Regions from separate parts of the Sus scrofa genome. Here all the other regions are linked to region 2. Evidence: chromatin contacts called from public Hi-C and HiChIP or PLAC-seq data. All regions are on one chromosome and are shown on one strand. The core of a region is the stretch at or near the end of the contact, and the rest is flanking DNA. Distances in the headings are between cores, read along the strand shown.

Evidence for each region. A called contact is a pair of places that touch in the nucleus more often than the background predicts. HiChIP or PLAC-seq counts read pairs in DNA pulled down with a chosen protein or histone mark.
Region 1: a Hi-C map of skeletal muscle shows a contact between it and region 2, with 5 times the contacts expected there. The contact joins the promoter of ALS2 here to the promoter of FZD7 in region 2. A contact is called at or near these places in 2 of 5 promoter capture datasets (fetal liver and liver), 9 of 47 Hi-C or Micro-C datasets (alveolar macrophages, brain, embryonic fibroblasts and 4 more) and 1 of 2 datasets of contacts at active chromatin or transcription factors (skeletal muscle).
Region 3: a contact with region 2 is called in an H3K27ac HiChIP or PLAC-seq map of skeletal muscle, with 8 times the contacts expected there. The contact joins the enhancer-like site here to the promoter of FZD7 in region 2. A contact is called at or near these places in 1 of 5 promoter capture datasets (liver), 11 of 47 Hi-C or Micro-C datasets (alveolar macrophages, embryonic fibroblasts, epiblast stem cells and 5 more) and 1 of 2 datasets of contacts at active chromatin or transcription factors (skeletal muscle).

The regions. Positions count from the first base shown.
Region 1 is chr15:105,399,725-105,403,077 of Sscrofa11.1, reverse strand. It overlaps ALS2 (alsin), which reads left to right and starts at 1,926. Exons shown (of 34, transcript XM_021076185.1): 1 at 1,926-2,030. CDK15 (cyclin-dependent kinase 15) reads right to left here and starts at 1,908. Exons shown (of 14, transcript XM_021076193.1): 1 at 1,616-1,908.
Region 2 is chr15:105,642,852-105,645,986 of Sscrofa11.1, reverse strand. FZD7 (frizzled-7) reads right to left here and starts at 1,823. Exons shown (of 1, transcript XM_013984388.2): 1 at 1-1,823. The coding sequence starts at 976.
Region 3 is chr15:105,475,636-105,479,078 of Sscrofa11.1, reverse strand. The region is part of intron 10 of CDK15 (cyclin-dependent kinase 15); the gene reads right to left. Among named protein-coding and RNA genes, the nearest start is that of CDK15, 76 kb to the right of the region's middle. Within about 2 kb of position 1,683, at least 6 of the 83 cell types and tissues checked have an H3K27ac peak or open chromatin away from gene starts, as enhancers often do. A contact at or near this core is called in skeletal muscle, where this site is marked.

The DNA.
Region 1 (3,353 bases), core at 677-3,176, 240 kb after region 2:
AGGCCAGCAGCTGCAGCTCCAACTGGACCCCTAGCCTGGGAATTTCCATATGCTGGAAAAAAAAAAAAAAAAGAAAGAAAGAAAAAGTTACAAATTCAAATGGTATAATAGGGCATGCAGTGAAAAATGGGTTTTCTTCCTGCCTCTGTTCCCAATTCTCCTGCCCAGTGTCAGTCACTTTTTTTTAATACATCCTTTCAGAAATAAGATAGGCATATACAGAGACAAGGAACCTCTCTTTCTCTCTCCTATGAAAAGGCATACATAACATGCAATTGGTAGAATACAATACACATTATTCAGCATTTAGCTTTTTTCTCTTAAACTAACATCCAGATTATTCCATATCATACATATAGATCATCTTGTTTCTTTTAAATGACTTCATAGAAGTCACAGAAGTTCCATTCTTAGACTGCATCATTAGATTTCAAGATTAGACGGTACTTACTGGTTTCAGTAGACCTGACAAAGTAAAGATTGTAAAGTGGGATGAGGAAGATTGGGAAGTCAGAAAGTAAAGGTAGAAAAGTAGGTTGCAAAAGAAAGGAGGATAAAGGAAAAAAAAATTAAAGACAGGATATGCTGGAACTGGCTTACATCTTTAGAGGAAGAGTAACAAGAGACAGTGAGATTGAAAACACACAAAAAGGGATAAGTAATGGAGCATGCCTCTAAGGGGATTGGATGGGATTCATCTTGAGAGACAGAGCACTTACAAGGAGAAAGAGGGAGAAGGAAAGGAAGGCTGGGGTTGCAGGTAGGGTTTGTAACAGTGGCTGGTGGGAGTTAAGGAAATTCATTCCTAGTGGCCTCATTTTCCTCAGAAATGTAGGAGGCAATGTATTTTTATTTCTAAAAATTTTACCAAAGAGGGTGGGTGGGTAGAGTTGGGTAAAAAGTTAGGAGTGTGTGGGTTGGGAATAGCAGGGAATGGGGATAGAAGAAATTCTGAGTAGCAATCTGTTAAGGACAGTTTGGGGCTTAGCAAGACTGCCTGACCACGTTATTTCCAGCACTGGTGCAAGAGTGAACAAGGTTAGCTGAATCGTTGCAGGACAACTGTTTTGCAGGTGATGGAGGGCCAAGGAGGCAACTGAGTTGAGGATGTTGGTGAACCTACTAAACCATGTATGCAGTATGCACAGGAGCTTCAGACCCTGACTGCACATCTGTCACTGATGGTCTGAACACGGGTTTGCAGGCCCAGAGATGGCACACTGCCTAGCAGTAGAGTTTACACCCACTATGGGCCAAGAGTGGCGGCTTCGGAAAATCTTCATGAGGGGACTTCGGGGGTGAGAGTTGAGTCGGGGTAGGGCTATGGCTCCAACAAGCAGACGTCGTGAAACTGTGCTGGGCAAACTGGCTTTACTCGGATTATATATGGAAGAGTCCAGTGGGGATCATAGGAGAAGCTATCTCATACCCTCCTACCACACTCCATCATCTGGGGTCGCAACTAAGTAGCAAAATCAGTGTGGATACTAGCGCTAACGGCGCCGCGTGGCGATGACGTCATTCCCGGGGGAGGAAGTGACTACTTTAGGGTACAGTCCATAGAAGAAGTCTGAAGACATTTTAGCCTTTTCACTGTCAAGAGTAGCGAACTTACCGTTCGGACTCCTGCAGTTTGAGGTGGCAGCAAAATATCTGCAGCTCCCAACCTCTCTCTTCACCATCTGTTACCATGGAAGCGATCGGATAATTAGGTCCCGGCGACGCCATGTTACGTCATTGCTCAAGTGCATCCCAGGCATATATACTCTGCCTGGTCCTAAAGAAAAGGCAGCACTCCTGGGAACGTTGCCCACAGTGCCTAACGCCTCTTGAGTAATTTTGATCCCTACAAGACGCCGTTGCCATCTAACCCCACCCAACTTCGGGGGTGATCCCCCTCCCGTTCTCCACTCCGCAGCCCCGCCCCTGCCCGGAGGCCCCGCCCCCCGTGAATCAGCTGATCTCACGCACCCGCCGGGCTGCCAGGCTCGCGCCGGATGCAGACAGTGGTGCTGCCGGTGGAGCGTCAGGTGAGCGAGCGCGGGTCCCGGGTTGGCCCGTGGTTTCCGATGGCTGACCGGCCGGGGCCTCCAGTGTGCGAGAGGCCGGGTCTGGGAGGAAGGCGGAGGCGCAGGCCGAGGCCCGGGAGGGCGCTGCGGCGACCCACGGAGACGACGCCGGCGTTCTCTCAAGCCGGCGTCTGACCCACTGCGTCTGCCTGTCTGTGAGCACCCGACGGCCCCAGGTTCTCTCACTCGCTCCGGTTCCTCCCTCCCAGGACCGGGCGCCACTTCAGAGATCTCAGCCTGGTGAAATACCTTCACGCCCCCCTTCCCGCCTCCACCCACGCTGCTTTCCACCCATTCATTCAGGAAGATGTATTGAATGCCCACTCTAGGCACCGAGCAGATAAACCGAGGTCCTTGGCCGCGAACCTTGGTGAGAGTCTCAGATGGGTTTGCCCTTGGGTGCAGATCGTGGTGGAGAGTGGATCCAGGGTTTCCATGCTTTGAAAGGGCTGTTGAGGAAAAAGAAAATGAGTTTGATGTTAAGAATTAGTAGTTCAGCAAAGTCTTTTGACGTGTCAGGTGATCCAGCAGAGGGTGGTAAGTTCTTTTGAGAAGTGAAGGTAGGAAAATAATATAGGGGCTATCGTGAGGAACTGGTCCTGAGGCTGGCATAGGTCCTCTGGGTAATAGGGCTATTTTGGAAGCAGACAACTGTAGGTTGGCAGAAGTGGTGGTGTACTGCTTAGAGCTTTGTTGATGGGGGAAAAGGAAAAACACCCAGGCTGAAGTGGCCTATTCAAGTAGAATATTCTCATTCTGGTTGAGAATGGAAAAGGAAGTAACTGTTGAACAAAATGCAGAGCATTAGTCTAGTGCCTTTTGGATTTGTTGGTGGTTGTAAATATTTTTTAAAAGGCTTTGAAGAATAAAATTGTGTGATGTGTGTTTATTCTGAACAGGTACAGAAATTCAGCAAACCTGTTGGTCCAGTATTTTTTCGGTTTATCACAAATATAAATAATTTGAAGTGACCACTTGACCTTTGAGTTAATGAATACTCAAAGAATTTTAAAAAGTGAATTTGCTTTTGCAGTAAATTGCAGTATTTTAATCTTAATAATAGAGGCATGGTGGCGAAGATCCTAGGCTTTGGACCTGCAATCAAATACATTTACATCTTTGAATTTGGGCAAGTTTGCTTATCTACCTCAGTTTCCTTATCTCTAAATTGAGGATAAAAGTGCCTTCCATATAATAATACCTTTACGTGTTATGGTTCATGTACTGTGTTTTTTTACAGTGTCTTGCACCGTATGTAAATATTCAGTACATATCAGCTGTTTT
Region 2 (3,135 bases), core at 574-3,073:
TGCGGTAGCCGTCTTCTGAGAAGCGCTCCACGCACACGGCGCGGTCCTCCAGCAGGAAGCCGGCCACGTGCGCCACGGCCACCATGAAGTAGCAGCCCGACAGGAAGATGATGGGCCGCTCCGGGTAGCTGAAGCGCCGCATGTCCACTAGGTAGGTGAGCACCGTGAAGAGCGTCGAGGCGCAGCACAGCACTGACCACACGCCCACCCAGAGGCGGGCGAAGCGCCTCTCCTCCTCCTTAAAGTACATGAGGCCGTTGGCGCGGCCCGGCTCGCAGGGGGCGCCGCAGTCGCGCTCGCCCAGGAAGCGGTAGCCCAGGTAGGGGGGCACCTTGAGCTGGCGGGGGCACGAGAAGGGGAAGGCCGAGCGGCCCCTGCCGTCAGCGGCTCCCGGGGGCAGCGCGGTGAAGGGCAGGTCGGGCATGTAGGGCGCTGTAGGATAGGCGGTGGGCCCGCCGCCTGGGCCCCCGGAGCCGTCGGACGTGTTCTGGCCCACGCAGATCTCGCCGGCGCCGTGCACAGGGAAGTTCTCGCAACGCAGCCGCTCGGGCCATTGGAAGCCGAACTTGTTCATGAGCGCCTCACACCCCTGGCGGGCACGCTCGCACAGAGAACGGCACGGCGGGATGGCCTTATCGAGCACGGTGCACACGGGTGCGTACATGGAGCACAGGAAGAAGCGCAGCTCGGGAGAACACTGCACCTTCACCAGCGGGTAGAACTGGTGCACCTCGAGGCCCGCATCTTCTTGGTTCGTGTGACCCAGCAGGTTGGGCAGGATGGTCTGGTTGTAGGCGATGTCCGTGCACAGAGGGATGGAAATAGGCTGGCAGAAGCCGTGGTCCGGCACTGAGATGCCCTTCTCGCCGTGGTACGGCTGCGCCCCGGCGCCCGCGGGCAGTGCGCCCAGCACTGCAAGCACCATGGTGCACAGGCCCAGAGGCGAGGGCGACGCTGCCGTGCGGGGGCCCCGCATCGCCGGCCGCGGGTGCAGCGGCGCTCTCAGCCCAAGAAACGCGACAAGACAGCCAGGAGAGGCTGGGATCCCGGCAGGCGCCGCCGCGCCGGGCGCATGAGAGTCCTCCCGGCGCCGGGGCCGGGCCGTGGGCGGTGCGGAGCCGAGGGCGCTGTAGCTAGGGTGCTCGCGCCGCAAGGGCGCCGTCGCCGCCGCCGCCTCCGCCCAGCACTCGCGCAGCCGCCGGGGGCCCAAACACGTCTGCCTGGGCCGGGGGCGCCGATGGGGGGGAGACGCCTTTTCCTCGCGCCGGGACGTAACGGTGCGGCTCTTTCTGCGGCGAAGAGCAACAAGCGTCTCCGGTTACCCTTCAAAGTTTGCCCAAGTCTCTTGACTCACAGCGCACAGTAACGCGCGCGCCCCCCGCTTGCGTCTGGGCCCCCGGCGAGCGAGAGCCCGGCGCCGCGGCTTGCTAGCCAAGGCCGCCGCCTCTGCGGTGCTGCTCCGCCTCCTTGCCTCGAGGCTCAGTTCGCCGCCACCTCCTTCTCCGCCGCCTTCTTCTCCACTCCCTGCTCCTTTTTCAGCCCCAAAAGCTTGTCCCCAAGTTTCAGCCAAACGGTTGATTCTCGTTCTGAGTCCTATCGGCGTCTTGGAGCCAAGAGCTCTGCGAGTTCTTTGAAGAAATCCAGTCACACTGCGTCCAAAGCTATGAGGCCCCCGTGCTCGCGGCCTGGGCCTGGCCTCTCCAGTCCCGCGCAGCCCCGGCCGGTGAGTCGCGGCGCCCGCCGCCGCCGCCGCCCGCCGGGAGGGAGCGCAGAGTAACGTCTCGGAGCCCAGCAACTCCGCAGAAGAAGCGTCGCGCTCGCAGGATTCCGGGCCGCCCCGCCCTCTCCCCTCCCCCCATTCACAAACCACTCCGGGGGCGGGCCCTGGAGCTCCAAGACCGCCCAATGGCAGCCTTTGTTTTCTGTGTGGTCGCCTCCGGATTGGGTGGAAGTCGGAAGGGGCGGGCGAGGGAACCCGAGAGGCACAGTCTGCAGCGCTCTGGGCGGATTCCTGAGGGGAGGGGCGGGGGCTGGGAGGGAAAAGTTAAGAAAAACTTTTACCGTGAATTCGCTGGGGGGAGCGGAGGGGGGAACGCACCAGAAAGGGAATTTGCTTGAAAGATTTGTTCCTCTTCCGGGTACTCTAAAATACACATTCCTGAATAGAAGGGCGCACGGGGGAAGTTTACGGGGAGAAGCTGAGAATAGAGCAGCGCCACGGCAGATAGGGACGTGACTCGGAGTCACGTTAGCCCTCCCCGAGCTGAAAATGCTGGGCTTGGCGGGGGACTTTTGGGTAGCGGGGTCCTAAATGAAGGGTTCACTATGGGGCCAGAAAAGGGTGCGCATCGCGGATTGCTTTTCTCTCCCCCGACTCTAACAGACCACGTGAGGCCACAATCCCCTCTCATCCCCGCTCCCAGTTGTAAAAAGGAGGAGGGGCCGCGACCGCGAAGAAATTGGAGTCGGGCGAAGGGGCCGACGTAAGGCGGGAGGAAGTGCAGACCCCTTGGAGGGGAGAGGGTTGGGGAGCCGCGGGCGCTGGGGACCCCGACCCCAAGTCACCCTGCCCGCGAGCACGGCCCAGGGTCTAGCGATCTGGTATAGCTTTAATGGAGCCATAAGAAAACAGTGTTGGGGGAAATGGCTATTAAAAACAAAAAACCTGCGACCCGAGTGCCCAGGAACACTGTACGGTTTAGAGAGAGTATTTATCCTCTTTTTCTTAGTTCTGCGGCGTGTTGGGATCCCATCTTTGTCGCAGAAGCAATGATTTGATCCTTGGAATATGCGTTGAAAAGTTTAAATGGGTATTAGAAACCAAGGGCATTTGCTAATTAGTTTTCAAAACACAAAGAGAAGTTATCCTGTTTTCGGGTAGCGTTTTCCGATTGGCAAGCGTTCTTTTGTTCCCGGTCAAATCTTCGCCCTGCTGAAGGCAATGGGCGCTCGCGCGCGCGCCCTGCTTACTCCCGACGAGATCAGAAGTTAGGAGGGAGGGGGGCCGCTCTCCCTTCTCGCTGGACAGCGAGGAATATCCTGAATTCCCATGCAGGAAAATGACAATGTTGAGAAAGGAAAAATCTGCTTCTCCCTCTCTGTCTCCCTCTCTCTCTCACACACTCACGCACAAAG
Region 3 (3,443 bases), core at 434-2,933, 170 kb after region 2:
GGTTGAGCAAGGAGGGCCAGGTCTGCCCCGCACCAGTGATTTCTACACTTCTCTGAGACTCATTTCCTCAAGTGGGCCTGGGAAAATCCAATTAATCAACGTAGGTAAAAATCACAGAACATCGTGTCTGACACTTACTTCATATGTTTTTCAAGGATGTGAAAGGGTCGGCATGACAAGGGAAAATCAGTCCTCATAAATTCTACTGGGAAAGAGTGGTTTATTCTACTTTTAAGAGTGGCTCCAGGAGGCAGTATGACAACATCGACCTTGAGGTTCCATGACTTCTGTAGACTGTATCTGACTCTCTTCCTCATCTAATTTGTAGCTACGTTAGCCTAGATAGAGGGATTGAGGTGTCCAGGGTCAGCCAGCTTGCTCTTAGGAAGCAGAGCCAAAGCCCAGTGCCTGCTTTGTGGCCAGCCCTCCGCCCTTATGCAGATAAGTAGATGCTGACCGACCCTGCTTTGCTCCCATTGATTTTTCCCCAGTAGTTAAACTACAAGCGATCAATGAGAGAACGATCCACAAAGAGGCATTTTACCCAGCACCGTTTCACCAGGAGACTGCTTCTCTGGCTTCGGTAGCCTCTCAAATCATGGGGCTGTAGGTAGCTTATTTCCCTTCTCCTTCCAAAGACGATGGTAAATCATTAGACCAGATTCCTCTCCATCTCCTCCTTTTCCAGCTCTCTTGAAAAGAGTTTCCAATTCAAGTTCAATTGGAATCCCAGGCAGGAAGAGCCAAAGAAGTTGCAACGGGGCAAGTTTAAAAGCCGAACATCTTTATTTATTTATTTATTTTTCTTTTTTAAGGCTGCACCTGAGGCATATGGAGGTTCCCAGGCCAAGGGGGGTCTAATCGGACCTAGAGCTGCCAGCCCACGTCAGGGCCACAGCCAGATCTGATCCGTGTCTGTGCCCTACACCACAGCTCACAGCAATGCAGGATCCTCAACCCACTGAGCAAGGCCAGGGATCGAACCCACAACCTCATGGTTCCTAGTCAGATTCATTTCCACTGCGCTATGGCAGGAACTCCAAAAGCTGAACATCTTAATTTCCACACGAAAGAGAGTAAAAGTGAAATGAGGGTCAAATGGTTGCTCCAGTAATAAAATCATGCATTTAAAAAAATATATCCTTAAGGAATATACCTTTAAGTTATATTTACATATATAAATATGTGTATTTATATACTTTAAGATATCTTTAAGATATATCTTAAAATATATTTTTAAGGAATACATCTTTAAGATATATTTCACAACCGATTCAGATCAATAGAGATTTGTTGGTTGATTGATAAAATATCACCAGGATCATTTCGAGCCTTAGCACAAAGTAAAACATTTTCTAGTTACTAGAGTCTCCCCGCAATCACCCGAAGGTTATCAATGGTGCCGTCTACTGAACTACACCTCTGGAATTTCCCGAATACAATGCATTCCTGAGATACCATATATTTAGATAGTTGATAATGGTGTTAGCTTTAATTCGCTATCTTGAGCAGGAACTTTAAAGCGGCTTGCAAAAATCTGTTGCTCTTCTATCTGTCCCCCCCCCCCCCACGCCTGCCCTCACCGCTGCTCCTCCCTCTGCCTCAGGTAGCTGGCTTGGAAGGTCCCTCAGTCCTTTGCTCAAGGAGTCTAAATTTGGCTCTGGAGCACCAGGCTCTCTCCTGTCTGGGTGTCATCAGGACGCCAAAAGTCAGTACACTCCTCGGCACTGGAGCCCGGCACCTCCATTCACATGGCGGGGGCGGGAGGGAGTGTCACTTTTCTAACCCTGCATCAAAACTTTTTTGTGGATTCTAAGCAAGTATTTCATCCTTTGAAGCCTGTTCCTCTCTTCAGAGGAAGGAAAGCCAGGCCTTTCTCCTGGTGGATGGATGGAGAAGGGGGCGGGACAGGCACAGTCAGGAGTCCCCCTCCCCGCCCCCCCTCCCACCCATGAGCAGTGCCTGTTTAATGTCTGTCCACCCCCACAAGCTATGTTTGCGCTATAGCTGGATCACGCCATTCCAAGTGTATGGCATTTAACAATGTGTCACTTGACAACATTTATCACTCCCCTGGCATCTCTACGAATGTTCAAGGGTCACCCGGGGCAGGTGCTGTGCTCGGCACTGAGACTGTGGGCATGGCACTTGGCACTCCCTTCCAGGATTACTATTGCCATGGGATGATGATGATGACAATAATGATTATCACCATCTTCTGGTCTTTTCTGGCCTCTCTGGCTATTCCTCCTCAGCTTCCGAAGACTCCTTCCCTTCTACCCGATCCTGCAGCACTGCTCCCCCAGGGCTCCATCAGTCTTCCTTCGCTACATGCGCTCCCTGGAGCAACTGAATTCACATCTGGAGCTTTAAATACCATTTAAGCAGATGACTTCCAATTTTGCACGTCTAGATTAAGACCCTTAAAATCATAGGCCTGCACTTCCGTTTTTTTGTTGTTGTTTTGTATTTTGCTTTTTTAAGGGCTGCACCTGTGGCACATGGAGGATCCCAGGCTAGGGGTCAAATCAGAACAGCAGCTGCCAGCCTACGCTACAGCCACAGCAACTCGGGATTCAAGTCAAGTCTTTGACCTATACCACAGCTCACGGCAACACCGGCTCTTTAACCCACTGAGCGTGGCCAGGGATCGAACCCACATCCTCATGGATACTAATTTGGGTTCGTTCCTACTGAGCCACAGCGGGAATTCCGCAGAATTACATTTCTCATTGCTTTTGAGATATCTCCATTTGGTGGCCCCAGAGATCTCTTAATCTGGAAATGTTCAAACCTTATACTCATTACATGCCCTACGAATCTATTCCTCAGTACCCCCCTTTTTTCCCTCTGTGCCAGTGTATGGTACCCTCATTCTCTCACCCACTGGATTTAGGTTTCTCCTTCGCAACTCAAATCTAGTCAGTTACAACCTCCCCTTGACTCTACCTCCTACATGCTTTTTAGTTTTGCCCCAACAGTCCTTATCCTTTGCCACGTCTCTAGCTGAGACTTCCTATTTATCTTCTAGAAACTAGAGCATTGCCACATTGCTTCTGGTCTTGAATTTAAACTACCAATTTAATTCTACATATAGTCTTTCAAGCACTTTTTCTAAAATTTAAATCCTGCCATATCACTTCCCTGCTAACAATCACCCAATGCCTTTTCTTTGCTTATTAGTCAAGTCCAAATCCTTAGGAGGATTATGAAGCACGTTCCAATCTGGTACCCATCTACCCTTTCATGTAGCTCTAAGAATGGCCTGTTACAAAGCCAACATTCTAGGAGTTCCCGCTGTGGCTCAGTGGAAATGAATCTGACTAGTAGCCACGAGGATGCAGGTTTGATCCCTGTCCTTGATCAGTAGATTAAGGATCTGGCATTGCCACAAACTGTGGTGTAGGTTGCAGACACAGCTCAGATTCCACGTTGCTGTGAGC